Linked DNA regions of Mus musculus: region 1 is linked to region 2. Evidence: chromatin contacts called from public Hi-C data. All regions are on one chromosome and are shown on one strand. The core of a region is the stretch at or near the end of the contact, and the rest is flanking DNA. Distances in the headings are between cores, read along the strand shown. Region 1 has its middle 75 kb from the start of Gm35179. Region 2 has its middle 55 kb from the start of Gm35126.

Evidence for each region. Hi-C and Micro-C count contacts between places; a contact is called where the count stands out from the background.
Region 1: a contact with region 2 is called in a Hi-C map of uterus, with 10 times the contacts expected there. The contact joins two enhancer-like sites. A contact is called at or near these places in 16 of 484 Hi-C or Micro-C datasets (adipose-derived mesenchymal stem cells, cerebral cortex, cortical neurons and 8 more).

The regions. Positions count from the first base shown.
Region 1 is chr10:23,075,154-23,079,357 of GRCm38.p6, forward strand. No RefSeq gene overlaps it. Among named protein-coding and RNA genes, the nearest start is that of Gm35179, 75 kb to the left of the region's middle. Within about 2 kb of position 2,113, at least 46 of the 459 cell types and tissues checked have an H3K27ac peak or open chromatin away from gene starts, as enhancers often do. A contact at or near this core is called in uterus, where this site is marked.
Region 2 is chr10:22,918,847-22,923,176 of GRCm38.p6, forward strand. No RefSeq gene overlaps it. Among named protein-coding and RNA genes, the nearest start is that of Gm35126, 55 kb to the right of the region's middle. Within about 2 kb of position 2,370, at least 7 of the 459 cell types and tissues checked have an H3K27ac peak or open chromatin away from gene starts, as enhancers often do. A contact at or near this core is called in uterus, where this site is marked.

The DNA of each region.
Region 1 (4,204 bases), core at 863-3,362, 160 kb after region 2:
TTTCTTACAATGTTTGATCTGGGCTGCTCTGCACTCCCATTGGTCAGCCTTCAAGGCCATGTTCTCATGAGCTCGCCTACCCCATGGCATCTCTCTCTTCCTCCTTCACCTTCTCCTGCTTCTCATGGTTCTCCTTTGACCGCTAGTCCAGGAATCCTAAACTCCACCTGTGTCTCTTCTGCCCAGTTATTGGCTATCAGCATCTTTATTTACCAATCAAAAATGACTTGGGGGCTAGGTCACATAGGATCACTTGGGTCTCTGGGGCAACCAGGTCTTGGGATCCCACAGTTGGCATTACAATATACAGCAAAATCAAACTCAATAAGATCGCATCTTTGCGTTTATTTTCACTTTTTCTTTTAAAGATAACAGAAACTATTATCTCAAAGTTAGATAGGACAAACCAATAAAAGGAAAAGAGCCAAAGATAAGGTTCGAGAACCAGAGACCCATTGTTCACAGACTCAGGAATCCCATAAAATCATCAAACTAGAAACTCCTTCTGCCTCCTTTCGGTGAGGTTCCCTGAGCCCGGGTGGGAGGGATTTGCTGAAGAGGTTCCACTTAGAGCTGTGCGTTCCCAGGTCGCCCACTCTGTGTAGTCTGACTGTGCGTCTCAGCATTTGTTCCTGTCTGCTGCAGGACAAAGCTTCCCGATGACGATGACGGCTGAGCAAGGCACTGAACCATGAGTATCACGAAATTTGATTCTTAATTTCGGAAATGATGTTGTCCTTTTCTTTGCTGGCATTGGGAAGGTTTGCCAATTTTATTAATCTTTTGAAGGAACTTTTTATTGTATTGATTTTTCTTTACCAACGTCACCAATTCCCACTGATTCTGAGGACTAAACTCAAGGCCTCTCAGGAGCTAAGCTCTACATGGTACATGGCCAGCCTTCTTACTTAAATTAAAAAAACAAACCAGGGACTCACTAAGGGGCCATGAAGCTTAAAGTTGCCCCATGATCCAGCCTTTACCTCTGCTTCTGCCTTCATATGGGCTAAGATCATCAGGCCCATTCATTTTTTCTGCTTACTGGATGAACCACACAGGTGCAAATATTCTGATCAGTGAAAGTGCATCAAAGGGTTGATAAGGATGAACCCCGGGGGAGAGAGTGATAATCACTGGGGGAAAGGATTTGAGCAAGTACAGGTATATAACAGAGTCTTTAATTCAAACAGCAAAATTTTAATTTCTTAAGATGGATGGTATCCACCCATATTTGTATGCCAGAAATACTACATAATATATTACAGGAAGAAAAGAAAACAATTTTCATGTCAGCATATTGTAAAACAATGAAATATAAATACCAGTTTCAGATGCTGGAAACCCCCTTCATATAGCATCTTTATTCACGAACATTCTTCCAGATAATGTGCCTTCTATTCTATTCTGTTCTACGAAAAGAGAATAAGGCATTAGAGAAAAAGTCACTTTCAAGGACAATAAGTGTGAATTTAGATTAAGTTACAGATAATAGAGCAAACTCAAGGAACTAAACAAGAGAATAATACTTGGATTTGAAAGCTATGCCTTTTACTGATAAATCTATAACCTAACTTTGTATATTTGGATGTGTCAAAATTGTAAACCGTGGGCTGGGATACTGAGAAAAGAGACGAAGGTAGGTGTTTCCTCTCACGTGGGTGGACTGAGACTGGGAAGGAGAAAGTCCTGGTTCGTCCCCAGCCAGTCTCAGCCTGCTTCCATCTCCAGAGCCCCGTGGGCTCTTCCCAAGGCTCTGCTGCCAAATACATCCGTGCATTGCAGCCTTCATTTCCTTGGTAACCTGGACCGAGGTTTATTGCCTGTTACGAAAGGGCCTTCTCCATTGCTGTTATTAAGGGGAGACGGGGGAACGAACGCAAAACAAAACAGGAGGTAGAAAAGACAGAAAGCAGAACTTGGATTGCCTTTCCACTGAAATCCATTTTCCTTTCTCAAATTCAGAAGGTCATGGCCACGGTGAAGTCCACCTTGCCCACCCCCTTTCTACTAAAGGCAGATGCTCTGTCCGGCTGGAGAACCTTAGTAAAAGGGCATTTCCTGTGTGTCCAGGTCCCGGCCGCGTCTCTGTGTAGCCAGGGTTGATTTCAACACTGTTCTCGCGATGTAAGGCGGCTTTATCGGCTCCTCCCTAAGTCTCTTTTAAACACAATAAACTAACCGTGTCTTCACATTCCTCAGGGAAGCCAATCTTTCTGGTTCACAGAGAGAAGAAACAGAAGATTTTTTTCCAAGTTAAAAGAATTATTAAACTAATCTTAGTATAAATAAGGGAAACCAAGATGATTCAAGGAAACTCTCAGAATGGTCAAAATGTCTTTTATTTACAAACCTGTTTTTACCAGTTTTAATGCAGTTCTGAATCTGTTTTCCTAGCATTTTCAAATTCCTGAGACCCTAGAATGTTGATAAAATGATGATAAAATGAATTAGAGATATAACAACAACAACAACAACAACAACAGCCAACAAAGTGAAACCAAAAGAAAGGACAGAGATGGTTGGTAAGCAACAAGAGAGATTTAATGCTAAACCACTTCCCCAAAGAATTTAACTTCAAGTTAAAAAGTCAGGCAGTAAGTTTATGGAACCTAGTTTGTGACGAAAACAAAACAAAACACAAAAAACAAAAACAAAAAAAAATACAAAAAAACCCAACAACCTTATTTTAAATTATTTAATGTATTTTGAAACTTGAGAGGTCTTTCTTTGAAAACTGAAATTTCTCCAACTCTGCATATTTGAGTTAACTATATGGGAGTTTTCAAAATTGTGTGGGAAAGACACACCAAACTGTATACTGCTTTTTAGGAAAAAGATTTGATTTTCCCACTTAAGAAGGATTTCTAATTATTATATAAACTCAGTGAAAAATAACGGGAATCATTACATACAATAGTAAGGTAGTTTTGCCCTCTCATCTCTTTCTAGGCTTTCCCTACACGTATCCTTCTATAAGTGCAGGGCACATCATCCACTTGGTTCTTTGTCTTTTTTTTTTTTTTCAGTAGTTATATATATAGTTTTGTAGAATATTGCCAATCTAAAGCTTGGTTGTTGCCTCTCCATTGTTATGTTCATGGAGGGCACATATAAACATGTACATGCACAGATGAACATACGTATCTGAGTATCAGAGTGTAGCGATAGGAGGACCAAGTGGTGCATCCGTTACTGGCTAGCCTTTGTTCTTCCAGGCCCTGAGCGTTTGCCTTGGAGATGCTGAGTCAGAGAATTAGACTCTTAGGAAAAACTACTTTTCATAATGGCTCCAGTGTTTATTAAAATCACCAATATGCACTCATTCAAGTTTCATAATGTCCTCAAGTAAAATTAGATAGTTCGTTGATTTCTAAATAGTTTTAGTTTGCTTACATTTCATAGTCGCACTGTTTGGTGATGAGGACGGATGCATTCACATGTTTATTTCCTAATATTCTTTGTCCTTTGTAAATGTGTTGGTTCCAGTGAAGAAAATACAATTCAGGTGGTTGGATGATAATCACGAAATGTGTTCTTGACTAGAAACTGAGCAAACTTCCAGTGTTCTTATAGTTTCTACCATGTTATCCTAAACACAGTTCTCCTTTGAAGTAGAAATTTTGATTAAATTGGCTTGTAGGCCACTGTGTATTGATGTGAGATGTCTTAGCTGTAATATTGTGGCATTATCTGTAGGAATTATGACTATGTTATTCTCAAATCTTTGAACAGATTTGGTTTATTTGGCTTTCCAAATTGTGCTGTGTTAATGACAAGCAGTCATAAGTACTTCAATTCAGTAGATTATCTTCTAAAATTTTGAAATCTCCTAAAGTTATTTTAAATGTTTTAAGACTTGAGAATTCTTTATAGCTAAAATCTCTGTAACTATCTGAATGATTTTGAGTGAATTGTGGTTTGCAATACATAGAATAATTTCTGAATATTGTATTAGCTTTTAAACTTGTTTTGAGGAGGAGGTAGAAGTAGTGGTTATGAATGGCCGAGAAGCACCTGAAAAAATGTTCAACATCCTTAGTCATCAGGGAAATGCAAATCAAAACAACCCTGAGATTCCACCTCACACCAGTCAGAATGGCTATGATCAAAAACTCAGGCGACAGCAGATGCTGGCGAGGATGTGGAGAAAGAGAAACACTCCTCCATTGCTGGTGGGATTGCAAGCTGGTACAAATACTCTGGA
Region 2 (4,330 bases), core at 1,120-3,619:
TTTTCCATTAGTAGTAAATTCTAAAAGGTACAAGTAGTAATGGATTTGCATTGGATGTGGCAAAGCTCAGGGCTTGGGGCTTTTAACTCGTGATGAGTTTAGTGGAAGTGAAGACAGGGTAGGGCTGCTATCAATCATGAGATGGTTAGAGATGACCTTTAGAGCAAACTTGTTGGCTACAGAAAATATGAAAACCTGAATCTAATTTCCAAAGTGCTGTGGTCCAAACTGATTTTTTTTTTTTAAAGCTGAGTTTGTAGCTGGCCACTGTATTTTAAGCACATGCTCTCTGCTTGTTAAGAGGATATAAAAACCATGTCTAAAGAAGAAAAAAAATCACTGGAATAAAAAGTATTTTACACAGAGGAAAGAACCTTGTTGTTAAACGTAAAAGGCTTATGCTTTCTGCTGTTAAACGTATACAAGGACCAAAGGGTTGATATCTCACTGTGAGGAAGGAGGGTGGGAGAGACAGTTCTTATGCAGGTGGAGTGGAAGGCTGTGTGACTTCAGGATATCTCACCTGCTGGTGGGGCTAGAGAGCTTAGACCTTTCAGCTTGGATCTAGTTCTAAAGTCTGTGTTCCTAAAGATGCTTAGGATTTTTATGTATGTTTCGTGGTACACATATCTTCTAAAAGAATTTCAGTAAATTTACTGATATTAAAAAGAGAGAGAAAACTTCAGTGAATGGGGTCTTTGCTATCCTACAAAGAAACTGGTTGATTTGACTGCAAGTTCTGCTCCCAGTCTTAGAAATCTGTGTGGTTGTGAAGTTCTCAGGCCTGTGTGTGCAGCCTTTTCAGCACAGTTAGTTATATAGAAGGGCAAAATGAAAAGACCCAGAATCACAGCATCACAGCAGTTTCTGGGACTGGAGACCCAGCTCAGTGGTAGTGGGCTTGGGTTCAATTGCCGGCACTGACCACAATAGAAACATCCCCTGCAGTTTGTCCCATGCAGTGCCCACCATAATCAGAAATTCTGCACTTCGTGCTCTTATGTGCACTACTGTTCTTTTCCAGATTTTTAATCTGTAGCAAAATGTGTTCAGACAGCAAGTTCATGTCAAGCCACAGCCAATGGTTCCCTTATCCATAGGAATAGTTGATATTATAAGATATTTACATGGAAAAATAAGTCAGCTCTTTGGCGTTTGCTATGGTAGGGTTCATGAAATCACTTTGATTCATTGTTTTCTTCCTCTTAACACCATGTCTGTCCCAGCTCTGCTTGCCACCAGCTGGCTTCTTTTGGTTGTTCCCATCACAAAATGACTTTAAGCTGAAAGATAATTATACAACAAGAAATTTGCTCCAAAAGTTGCACAAAGCCAACTATGTTAGCAATGCAAAGAACTAGTACATTTTGTTTTGAAAATTAAAAAAAAAAAAAAGACCTGGAAATTTGTCTACTTAACCCCTTAGTAGTCTTTTCAGCAGAATTTCTAGTGAAATAAGTCACTTTCCTCCCCCCCACTCCTTTATCTCTGAAACTTCAAGGTCAAATTCTGGAGGTGTTATTGAATAGCATCTTTTGTAAAGTAACTATAAGAATATTAACTATACAAGAATATGTGTGTATGTGTGTGAGAGGGGGGAGAGGGAGGGAGGGAGACAGAGAGCTGCACACACCACACACACACACACACACACACACACACACACACACATACACACACACACACACAAAGAGAGAGTGAGAGAGGTGGGGTCAGGACACAATTCACAAATTGAACTGTATATAATTAAGAATCAGAATCATGACAATAATTCAATCCGTTTCTCATCTATATACGGCAGGCATTCATGTCCTCCCATATCTTATTTTTGTTTCTTTCCTAATCTCTTAGTGCTATTACAATGTACACTTAGTTCCAGAGTTCAGAGAGCAGTTCCAAAAGCTCAAACCAGAATTTTCCAGTCAGCATTATCTCAAAATAATGTTCAGAGAGATGAATCTTAGGGCAGAAAAGCAGATGCTATGTTCCCTCCTTATCGATGAACAGATCAATGGAGTGTGGGGCTTCCTAGGTGAAACACCTACGAGAGCCCTGTGCGCTGTGTGGCAGCGGCAGGGATAGCCAGAACACTGGAGCCAGAGAGCTCTGTGGAATGACATCAGACCTCTAGACCGGGAGATTGAAAAGCAATGTTCCTGCTCTGGTGTTTAAACAAACTTCTACCATGAAAAGACTTTGTTTTACACCACTGTAGTGTGTGTTGTGCTGTCTAATGGAAGTGCAACATGGTCCGTTCCAAGTGTGCATCTTGGAAAACCAAAGCTTCGCTGGAATATGAGGTCTTGTGGGTTACATATCATTTTAATAGCACCACATGCAGAGCAGCATAGCTTCAGGTCATGAGAGTGCTTACAGCCTTCAGGTTGTAAGAGATTAAGCTCGAGCCCAATTACTTTCTCAGCAAAAGCCAGAGGAAGATTAGATACATCCCACTAGGCAATAAATATATCACACTAAACAAAATTTAAAGGAGAGAACAATCGACCTCTTTCTTTGTTCTTTCAAAGAAGTAGTGGATTAGACCTTTTAAGAAAAAGATCAAGAGTATTTTATGGGAAATTCATGGGGAAAACTATTTGGACTGAAATCAAAATGTTATGAATAGTACTTTCTAAGTAATGACACAGATCAGCCGTATTTGTAGCTGTAAGGACAGTGTGATAAATTTTAATCACTTGGGACCCCAGCTCTGTGGGAAGGGCTTGCTATACAGGCATCATTTATAGGTTTCCAGTTATGACCTACGTCTAGAAGACATTTTAATGATAACTGGAGAAAGTAGATGGATTGTGTTCCTCGAGTGTTGAAATCCCTGCTTGCTGTCATCCTCAGTTCTATTAAAGGCTTTCAAAGGTACGCTTCATCCTAGCAGTCAGGGTGCAAGACCAAAGGGATGGAGCTATCGGAGATAAAATATGCCAGCAACTGACACTCCTCAGGATTTCCTGAGGGAGTCTGACCAAAATAAAGCAATATTAATAAATATAAATTCTGGAACACTGTTATCAACAGAAACAGCGTCTTGAAATGTACCCTTGAAATTCTTCTAGTTTCCTCGGGCAGGTCAACTATTTCAGTGTAACTGTGGAAAATGTCTGACCTTCCTTCAGGACAATCGCTTTAAATTATATTAAAGACTCAAAGACTCTAATATGTCTGTGAGAGGAAGGAGCTTAATTTGCAGGATGCTTTAAATCTTTCTGCTCACTCGGGGTCCTTTAGTCCCCTGACCCTGAAAATATTTTGACGGGAAAAAAGTGCTTTCAAAGCATCTTAACATTAAAAGACGTGCAACTGGCCAAATTACCTTTTTTAATGGTTTCATCTGTCTTTTTGTTATTATTGTTGTTTCTTTTTTTCTTTTTCCTTTTCCTTTTCCTTTTCCTTTTCCTTTTCCTTTTCCTTTTCCCTCCCTCCCTCCCTTCCTTCCTTCCTTCCTTCCTTCCTTCCTTCCTTCCTTTCTTTCTCACTCTTTCTTTCCTTTTTTTTTTTTTTTTTAATTTCTGGAGTTTGATTCTAAAGCCTTGAGATTGCTGAGCAAGTGCTCACCCACTGAGCTACACTTTCAGTCTCCTTTGCCTGGGTTTCCTGGCCTTGCTTGGAGAGACAGCAAGTTCACGTGGTTCCGAAGGAGTAAAGGCAAGATGAAAACATTCTCCAAGCACATTTGTGCTGTAAAACTCCGAAGAATTGTCGCACTCCTTAAGGTTTTAGCCCAGCGGTTTGAAAAGCTTTCATTTTCTTGCACTGCAAAGTCAAACAAAACGCCCTGTCCCAGACTTGGTCGCGTTGGTCAGGCATTCTTAGGGGTTGAGCCTTCAGTTTCTCACAAGCAAATCTTCCCCCAATCAGCAGGATGCCTGCTTGCAACCCTTCTTTTCTTCCTACTGTTTGTCCACCAGTAACATAGGGAATTTTTTCTCTTATTTTACTGAACACATTGCTTATGTCTTTGGTAAGTTGTTATCTTTATATCCATAGATTAGTACATCTCTCGATCTTCATGCAAGATGTTTTTGTAGCAGGTGGCAGTTAATAGAGAGACTCTCAAGCCACCAACTTGTAGTGCAGAGAATACGAGGTTGGGGAGTTGCCATCTCTTCATGGGACTTCTATATCACACCCTTAGACCAAGGCTCAGGAACAAGTGCACAAGAGATTGTAGGAGCCAGAGAGAGCAGATGGCTGCAGTGACATCGGATTTGTCAAACTTGACAGTGCCATTGTACATATGAACTCCCATGGCTGTGGTTCCATGTGTAAGACCAAGCCAAGGCCCAGAATGGATTAGGGAAAGTCTTAAGTGTCA